Regions from separate parts of the Mus musculus genome. Here region 2 is linked to region 1. Evidence: chromatin contacts called from public HiChIP or PLAC-seq data. All regions are on one chromosome and are shown on one strand. Each heading gives the region's core, a stretch centred on a gene start, on an enhancer-like site or on the middle of the called end of the contact. The rest is flanking DNA. Distances are from core to core; before and after follow the strand shown. Region 1 overlaps Fndc3b (fibronectin type III domain containing 3B). Region 2 overlaps Fndc3b (fibronectin type III domain containing 3B).

Region 1 (4,773 bases), core at 1,511-4,010:
CTGAGCACTTACTAACCTTCAGCAATAGGTTGTATCATTAACAAAATATCACGGTGAAGTGTCTGAGAAAAACAAGTTGTTAATATAAAAAACATTGAACTTAGGCAGTAGAATGCATGTGTGTCTTCTTGGGCTGGGTAAAGTACACACTTCAAGGGAACAAGGGTGGAGCCCAGTGAAAAAACATCTGGGGAAACTTGTCATAACTAAGACATCTAAGGAGCAACAAACGTAGTTGTCATAAAGTTGTGGGAAGAAAGTACCTAGTCAGGATTCGATTGCTGTAGTAAAACACCATGACCCAAAACAAGCTGGGGAGGAAAGGGTCTAGCTGAGTTATACTTTCAGGTCAGTGTTGATCACTGAAAGAAGTCAGGACACGAACTCAAGCTGAACTGGATCCCAGAGGCAGGAGCTGATGCAGAGGCCATGGAGGGGTGCTGCTTACTGGCTTGCTCCTCATGGCTTGCTCAGCCTGCTTTCTTATAGAACCCAGGACCACCAACCCAAGGATAACACCACCGTGGGTCGGGCCCTCACCCATGGTCACTAATTAAGCAAATGCCCTACAACTAGGTCTTATGGAGGCAGCATTTCCTTAACTGAGGTTTCCTCCTTGCAGATAACTCTAGTTCGCGTGTCAAGGTGGCATAAGACTGGCCAGCACAGAAAGAAACATAACATTTAAAACCAAGAGAAATCCCACTTCAGCAGGATTGGTTTTGTCAGGAATGCTTGTAACTGGTCGGTTCTGTTTTCATGTCCAGTGCTGAAGCACACGTGGGCATATCACTCAGGTCTCGAGGCCACTGTCCCTCAGTCTTGCTTACCTTCGAGTGGTGCTCTGTCAACCACATTTCAGCATGGTAAACATTAGTTTCTAGATAATAACTTTTCTTAATGGTGTGTATTTGTGCTCATTGTTTTGCGGACTGAAATGCTCAGAGCTCTTGTTTGTCCAGCAGTTCAGCCGCTCTTTCTGGCCCAGTGGCCCTCCTGGTGGAGGTAATCCTTTAAGAACTGCCAACCAGAATAGCCATTCTGTTCTTTCAATACAAAAGAGACCTTTGTCCTGTCTCTGTCATAGAATGTAATACATTTCATATGTCCCCAAGTGCTATCATTACCTCATGTGTTTTTTTTATATTAACACATAGGATATTGGCTGGCATAGAAGAGGTTTTTTAATGAATGTATAAACAGAATTTGGGACGGGGGAGGAAGCTTAGTAAGATGCACATCACATAATGTTTTAGTCGGTGACAGACTTCATGTATGATGATAGTCCTATAGAGTGGATACAGCAGTGGTTTTGTAGTTGCCTCAGTCTCTGTAAGTACCTTCAGTGGTGTGCATATGGTGGAACACATCTCATCTGTTAGGTGATATATCACGACATGAGAGAGGTTCAGGTAGAGGAATAGAATATATGATACTTGGAAAACAGCAAGATCAGAATGGTCTATATTTGCAAAGATTGAAACAGTATAAGTATATATATGTATATATGTGTGTATATATATACATATACATATATATATACATATACATATATGTATGTATGTATATATATATATATATGTGTGTGTGTGTGTGTGTGTGTGTGTGTGTGTGTGTATGTAAGAAAGAAGGGAACCCTAAGATAATCCAGCCAAGGGAAAAAGTCATGATGCCATTGGAGCTGGGATAACTAGATCTTCACACCTTTAAAATTAATGACATTGAACCTTCACCTCACATCTTACACAAACATATACTCAGAATGGATTGGGAGCAAAAGTGAAGACTAAAATTGTAAGATTTTGGGAGTAGACTTTCCTGAACTTACTGTGTAAGACGGATTCTTAGCTACAACAGCCTGAACAGTGAAATGAGCAAAGACAATTCTATCTGTTCACAAATGGAACTTGTATGTGTTCCAGACAGAAGATATCCAAGACAGTTCAAAGACGGCTAAAAGTAAGAGCCAGTGTTATGTATAATCAAGCCAATGTATGAGAAATCAAGGCCTGCCTAGGCTACATGGCAAGACATTGTCAGAGTTATCCAAATGCTGGAGAGTCTGCAGAGTATTTGCTGTACACAGCTAAGGCCCTCAATTCCTATCCAGCACTGCAAAACAACCAATGAATGAAACCAAACAAAAACACTAAGGCATTAGACATTCTCCATTGTGGAGATACACATAGCCAGCAAAGACTAGAAAAGGTATTCGGCATGTATTGCACACTCTGAGGTGGCTACACCTCAGGACAAAAGAGATAACGTAAGAATTACTAAGGATGATGAAACATGGGGGGCGGGGGGGATCATATACTATATAAGGTAGTGTCAGAGAAGCCGCCCACTCTGGACAGTGGTCTCAAGTGGTCAAACAGGGGTACCTCCCATATGACCTAGCAGCAGCAGCAGCATCCTTAGATGTGTAGGCAGAAAGAGATTGTACAAACACATGTACACAAGTGTCCATAACAATCAATCACAATGACTTCAAGGTGGGAACAACCCACATGTCTGATGGCTTGTGAATGGATAGGTGACCATAATTTGATAGATCCACTCAGCCATGAGAATGAACCAGTATTCTATTAAAACACCCAGCTAAATATTGAAAATCGTGTCCTCATTGGAAATAAGCTCGGCACAAGAGCTGCATAGTGTGTCATCTTGTTTATGTGAAACATCTATAGTTAGCGAACCCACAGACACCTAGTGATTGCCAGGGGCTGGGGGTGGAGTCATGAGGAGTGACTAACTGCTTGCCTCATGGGTGGTGGCAGTGTGTGTTTGGATAATCAGAAAGTACATAGTGGTGATGGCAGTCAAGCCTATGACTGTGGCAAAATCTACTGTCAGACATTTTCAAAGGATGGACTTTCTGCTGTGTAAATCATATTGAACAAAGCTGTCACAGGAGAGAAGGGAGGTGGGATAAATTGACTGCAGCTAACAAAAAGGCAAATCATAACTGTAGCTGGGGAAATGTTTCACCTCTTGGTGCTTTTGGTGGGAGTTTCTGGGATAACGCACCCGTTTGTATAGTTATGGCTGTAATTTTCTCCATTCTGACAGACCAGATTCTTTTTCTTTGCCCATAGTCTGGAAGTCAGTGACAGAGCCTGTCTTGCTGGAGACCTGCCTGCACTGCTGAGCAAGTGTTGGTGTACAGTGTGCCTGATACTTGTGTGTGAATGGTGGTCTGTGGATGGCCTGTTGGGATAAGAAACATAAAGAACAAGGCAAAGTAGATGATTAAAGATGTGTTGCACATGTTTTGTTTTTTTTAAAGATTAATTTATTATTATATCTAAGTACCCTAGCAGTCTTCAAACAAACCAGAAGAGGGCAGCAGATCTCATTGCACATAGTTGTGAGCCACCATGTGGTTGCTGGGATTTGAACTCGGGACCTTTGGAAGAGCAGTCAGTGTTCTTAACTGCTGAGCCATCTCTCCAGCCTATGTCACACATCTTGAACTATAGCAGTAAAGAGTGTTGATATTGAGGAGCAAAAGCCTTCAAAAGACAAACTGATACATCCAGGAAATACTTGCATAAGATGCTTGTGCCAGTCATGTGAAGATTGTCTTAGAGAAGGGTAGACCTATGGGCAGCGAGAGGCAGTGGTCAAAGGGCTGTCCTTAGGTGAGGAAGTCTGCCCCAGGGACACAAGTACTTGGACTGAGCAGCTGGGATCTGGTCATTGTACTTGATATTGTGTGTGTGTGTGTGTGTGTGTGTTGCTTTAATTTTGGTTGACTATGGAGTTGAGAAAGATTTGAGAAAAAAATTTTACCTGACCTTCTCAACTTGAGAAAAAGCACTCAACTTTTAGAAAACAAATGTGTCCGTTATTTTCCTTCTTGTTCTGACAAAGTCTTTGACAAAAGCAACAGTCTGCCATAGCAGGGGAAGCAAGAAGGCAGGAGAGTGGAGTAGCTGTCACATCGCAGGGGAGGCAGGAAGGCAGGAGAGTGGAGTCGCTGTCACATCGCAACCACAGTCAGAAAGAAGGAAGAGGCAGATGCTGCTGCCAGCTCTCCTGTGCAGCCTGGGAGTCCAGCCACACTGAGGGTGGGTCTTCCTACCTGAGGTAATGGGATATAGAAAGTGCCCCACAGACTTGCCAGTGCCTTGTTTCCATGGCGGCTCTGAATACCTACAAGCTGGTAATCAGGAGAGGACATTTTAGAGGGAACTCACCCCGTCTGCAGTCACCGCTTCCACCTCTATAACCTAAAACATCCAGGGCAGTGGGTCTCAACCCATCGGTTGCACCCCCCTTTTTTGTGGGGTGTATTGAATGATCCTTTCCCAGGGGTCTCCTGAGACCATTGGAAAACACAGATATTTACATTATGATTCACAACACTATCAAAATTATGCAATGAGAATAACTTTATGGTTGGGAGTCACCATGTGTCGCTGTATTAGAAAGGTTGAGAGTCGTTGATGGAGAGGGTAGAAATTGGGTCAGGCAGGATCACTTGGAAATAATGGGGCTTCAGTGGAGGCCTACATCAGATTTGTGATCACTTCTCATGTAACTTGTCCACTTTCTTTGCTGAGTACGTAAATGCCTACTTGATGTGGTAGAAATTGTGGCATTTAGTATAGGCATCAGGATGAAAAAGACTGCTCTGGAAATCTGGAGTGTCTGGCAGGGACCACCTTGCTCAGTGGTCTTTTCATTGTACGTTGGCTGTGGTCCGTGGTTCCTTCCCCTCCATCATTAGCTTTCCAGATCATTTATGAGTGAAGATGTCTTAAGCAG
Region 2 (4,773 bases), core at 678-3,177, 100 kb before region 1:
ATTTTAAAACGAAGCTTAAGGCTGGGGCAGGTTCTGAAGATATTCACCTTTTCAACACTAGTCAGATTTCAAAGATAGGAAAGAAGCCACAGCTGGGAAGCCAAATTTAGACAATGGGGCTTATAGATGAAAGGCCTTAGACAGAGTGGAGGTCTGCAGACATGTGCAGAGTTTTGCCAGAAGTGTCTAGTGTGGATTTGTGCCTAGCTAATCCCATATAGTGTTTCACCGTAATGCCGTTTACCCTCGTGCCTTTATTTTAGACTCCCGCAGCAGGGCCTGGCACACAGCAGTATTTGTTAGGCAGTGTCTGATTATCTTTGGCCAGGTTCACTGGCATTTGAGTGCCTTTTTGACCAAGTGCTTTTGGAACATGGTTACTATGTTACTTTGTTTCTTTCAGAAAGAAGTGTTCAAGGTTTTTCTAGGTATTAGATAAAAAGCCTTAAAAACGGCAGTCTCAAAAACTGCTGCAGCACAGCTCACTCTGAGAAACTCCCCAGCAGTCTGTGACTTGCCTAGCTGCCCTCTCCTGTAGTCATTTTGCTTCTGTGTTTAATGATGACACACCTCCTGTCACCAGGGGGCCACTTTAGCTCTTTATATTTTATTTCTGCCTTTTTTTCCTGCTCTTAAGTTTTTTTAAATGCCTTGTTACACTTTCTTGTGTGTGTGTGTGTGTTACAGAATGTGTGATTGTATGTGTATGAGTGTGTGTATGTATGTTACAGTGTGTGTGGTTGTGTGTGTATGAGTATGAATATGTTACAAAGGTTAGGTTTGGCCCTCTCCTTCCCCCATGTTGGTTGCAGGGATTGGCTTGAAGTAAAAGCAGGTACCTTTACCATGGAGTTCCCTCTCCATCCTGTGTGCTAAGTCTTTGCCATCTGGGCTAAGAGATTGGATGATGGAGTAACTTAACATTCCTCAAGGTATCTATCTTAAAACGTTCTGAGGTCTCTGTCTTGGTAAGGTTTCACTGAAGCCTGAAAGCTCTTTGCCATTGTAGAAGGGATTGGGTACGCCTGGGAGACAAGGTGTGGCACTCTTAGGGTCCCTGTAGAATTTACCTCTTCTGGGTTTGGTCTTTGTGGTCATTTCATCTAGCCATCAAACCCTCTGGCCTGGCCATTTTGCGTCTGTCCACTCATCCAGGTTTGTTCTGTGCTGAGAGTCCCTGATCTCTGAGAGCTCACTAGGAGCCCTGGCTCATTGCCGGTGTCTGCACTTCCTACTTCTCCTGGGCAGAGACTTAGATGTCATGGAAGTTGTGCTGACCATTCACAGGAATGTCGTGAGGCCTGATAGAATTAGTGTGAATGATGCTCAGAACTCCTGCAGACCCTTCCAGAAAGCAACTTGTTGATTATGCTTAAAAGCCTTCTCCCTCCCCCGCTAAAGGGTGCTATACTTAGTTGTTAGTACCCAGGCAGGTGTTGAGATAGTTTACATGTGAGCTTCATTCATACTAGATCTCTAAGTAGAGATATAAAAATGCAGGTTGGTTGTATGACATGATCTAGAAGTCATGTGCTGAAGAACCAATTACTTATTCTGTAGGCAGAGAGATTGAGAGTCAGGGAGCCTGTGCAGAAGTATTCAGACACCTGAAATACAGCAGGGTCTGCCTAAGTGCTTCCAGGGTGCCAGGCATGCTGTGCCTGCAGGCTGCCTGGGCGTGCGCTGGGCCTGGAAGGGATCACAGGGTCTCTGACTCCTACTCGACCACCATAGCAGGCGTTCACGGTGGCCCAGACTGATTCTGACTTTCCTTATATTGTCCCTTGAGAAAGAGTAGAAGGAAATATACACGAAATTCCACATCTCACTTATAGAAAATACATGTTTGCAGTTACAGTCATCCTTAGCAAAAATATGCTGCTAAGCTGACTCGGCTGCAAGTGAGCAGGGCTCATCGTTCTGGAATGTTTTCTTGTGATGCTAGGCTGCCATCCTTGGGATGTCCAGGCGGGGTGTCAGAGGTACTGTGGTATGAAGGGCCCTGGAATCTAAGTGTTCCAGTAAAAGTGTCTGGTTCTGTCAGCAGCCTTACTTAAATACCATTCAAAAACAATGAACTAAACAAACCAACCCTTGGTAAACGTTTTCCGTAGATAAGCCCCTTTCCTCTCTCGGTTAATATTTGCAGAGCTGAGATATGGATTTGGGGTCTAGAGATTGTGTATATACGGTGATGTAACTTTTTTCCTTTTTTTTTTTTTTTTCCTCTAAAAGTTTGGTCTGTGGGGCGTGCTATGAAAGAAACCTCTGTATATTCATAGAGAACTTATATTTGGACTTTTTTCCTCTCCTGAAAATAGTACTTTCCCTAAGTAACTCTGGGTGTTCTGCCATGACTGTACTGTGAATGACTTCACGAAAGCCACTTAAAAGTATATTCAAAGCCAAGTTACAAGGAGAAAAGTGTCTGTGACCACTGTCCTGGCCTGTCAGGTGTCCAGGTGTGGAGCTAGGCCATGAGCACTCGAGGTTCTGTCCCCAGCCCACACCTATGGATCTGTGGAGTGTCGATGACAGGCCTGCACAGCCAATGAGTTAGTTTCCTTCCCTTTCTCTCGAGAGCAGGATGGGAGTTCTCGGGGGGCTTGCCATTCATTTTGTTCTGCTATAGTTTTATTTTTAATGGAAAGAACTCTATTTCACAGGATTTCTGTCAGAGCTTCCATGCTTCTAATTGGATGCAAAAAGCCAGAATATTTTTAAGCTTAAGATTTTTTTTTCCAGACGGCTGTGATTTGACTTCACTAATGAATACATATCAGACAAGAAGGCAAATTCCAGACTATTCGTGCCTCAACCAACCAGCTGGGCACATACCTCTCGGTACTGCTCATGTCTCAAGAGGGTTTTCTGCATGAGCAATTATCACCTCCCTTTCCTTCATTCAGGTGGCAAGCCATGGCAAGTGTCTTTCCTGCACAGGGTAGAACTCAGCTGTAAAATTAGATTTCATTGGCATAAAAACACAGCAGCCGCCAGCACAACCGTGTGTTTTGGTTCTCATCCTTCGACTGAAGTTCTTCCTCCCTTTAATAAGGAGGCCGAAGCCACTCCCGAACCAGTAAGACAGTTCAGGCGTCACAGGCTCCCGTTTGATTCTAGCTTTAGTTTAATCTGTAGTGAGTAAGCAGGGCAGGGAATTGGTGCTAAAAACATAATCTCTTAAGAGCAGAAAGGAGTGTGAGGGCTCTTCTCTAATTCTGCTACTTTATAAAACACAGAATTAATTGTTCAACTTTAGAGTCAATTCCTGATAAACTCCAGATTAAAACTTTCATTTTCTAGTAGTGAGTGTTGTGACAGCCTCCCCATCTGGTCCCTTCCCCCTCCATTCTCCCTCCTCCTTTCTACCCTCCCCCCCCCCCCCCCAAGCTGGCCCTTTTGAGCTGTTTTCACAGTGGAGCGCGGCAAAAACTCAGTTAACCATTACTCTTCCTCCTCTGTTCCTTCACATCCTTTCCCTCTAACTATTTAATTTGGTTTCTAAAACAGCCAAGGGGAGGATTTACCTGTGCCAGGTACCCTTCCTCGTGTCCATAGAAAGTGTGCAGGAACGATTTAGTGTAAGGAAATCCGCCTAACCACCCCTGGGCTTTTGTGTCTAATGTCTGTGACCCTGCATCAGGCTCACGGTGGCCACTGTGATGATACAGTGCAGTGCTCCTGGGAAAGGATGCAGGAAGTGGGCAAGACAACAGTGTGTGTGTGTGTGTGTGTGTGTGTGTGTGTGCATGTGTGCGTGTGCGCGAGTGCACATGAGCAGATCTTAGGATTTTAAATGGAGACTTTGATGTGTTTCCGTGTTGTTTTAGTACCTTCCCTCTATGAATTCTGTTGTTATTTCCATAGTTGTTTTATTAAAAGCCCTGGTTAGGGGACTGGAGAGATGGCTCAGAGATTAAGAGTACCTGTGCTTGCAGAAGATCCCATTTTGATTCCTAGCAACCACATGTTGGCTCATAACCATCCAAAACCCAGTTGCAGGGGACCTGATGTCGTCTTCTGACCTCCTCGAGCACTAAGCATACATGTGGTACACAGTTGTACATTCAAGCAAAACACTCATATATAAAACTAAATCCAATAAACAAACAAACAAACAAACAAACCCAGGTTAGCTTTGCTGCAAAGGCCGGATAGCAATGTTGGCAGCTTCTGAGTTTCTAGGTTCCGAATCGGGAGTCACAGGAAATTATTTTTCAAAACCAGTATTTGAGCCTGGTGGTGGCTCATGCCTTTAACCTCAGCACCCAGGAGGCAGAAGCAGGCACATCTCTGTGACTTTGAAGCCAGCTTGGTCTACAGAGTGCGTTCCAGGACAGCTAGAGCTACACAGAGAAACCCTGTCTCAAAAAACCAAAAACCAGAAACGAAACAAACAGAAAACCAGGATGAGGTAGAAAAGGGAAGATGGAAATGGAGTGTCAGATGGTGTTTGACAGAGCATCTATGGCGGACTGCTTACAGCCGCTGTCTTGCTGGTTTGCAGGCTCGCTTCTTTCTGAGGCTTGCTCATAAAGAGAAGGAAGGAAGTGCGCTCTTAGGAAACTGTCAATCCTTGTGACTGACAGCAGTATAAGTAGTGATCACCTCGAGCGGGAGGCTCTCGTGTGCATCCTTTTCTTTACTCGCCGCCATATAACTCTATGTCAGATTTTGATTTCTTTTTTCATTTTTACTACAAATACAACGTAAACACACAAATCAGCTGCACAAACGCCTGTCATAACTTAAGCTTTATCAGGTTTTGTT

What was found. HiChIP or PLAC-seq counts read pairs in DNA pulled down with a chosen protein or histone mark.
Region 2: a contact with region 1 is called in a FOXA1 HiChIP or PLAC-seq map of pancreatic cancer cells. The contact joins two enhancer-like sites. A contact is called at or near these places in 1 of 484 Hi-C or Micro-C datasets (granulosa cells) and 3 of 115 datasets of contacts at active chromatin or transcription factors (cardiomyocytes, heart atrium and pancreatic cancer cells).

What each region holds. Positions count from the first base shown.
Region 1 is chr3:27,549,183-27,553,955 of GRCm38.p6, reverse strand. All of the region lies in intron 4 of Fndc3b (fibronectin type III domain containing 3B), which reads left to right. Among named protein-coding and RNA genes, the nearest start is that of Mir3092, 33 kb to the left of the region's middle. Within about 2 kb of position 2,760, at least 9 of the 459 cell types and tissues checked have an H3K27ac peak or open chromatin away from gene starts, as enhancers often do. A contact at or near this core is called in pancreatic cancer cells, where this site is marked.
Region 2 is chr3:27,650,020-27,654,792 of GRCm38.p6, reverse strand. All of the region lies in intron 1 of Fndc3b (fibronectin type III domain containing 3B), which reads left to right. Among named protein-coding and RNA genes, the nearest start is that of Fndc3b, 58 kb to the left of the region's middle. Within about 2 kb of position 1,927, at least 60 of the 459 cell types and tissues checked have an H3K27ac peak or open chromatin away from gene starts, as enhancers often do. A contact at or near this core is called in pancreatic cancer cells, where this site is marked.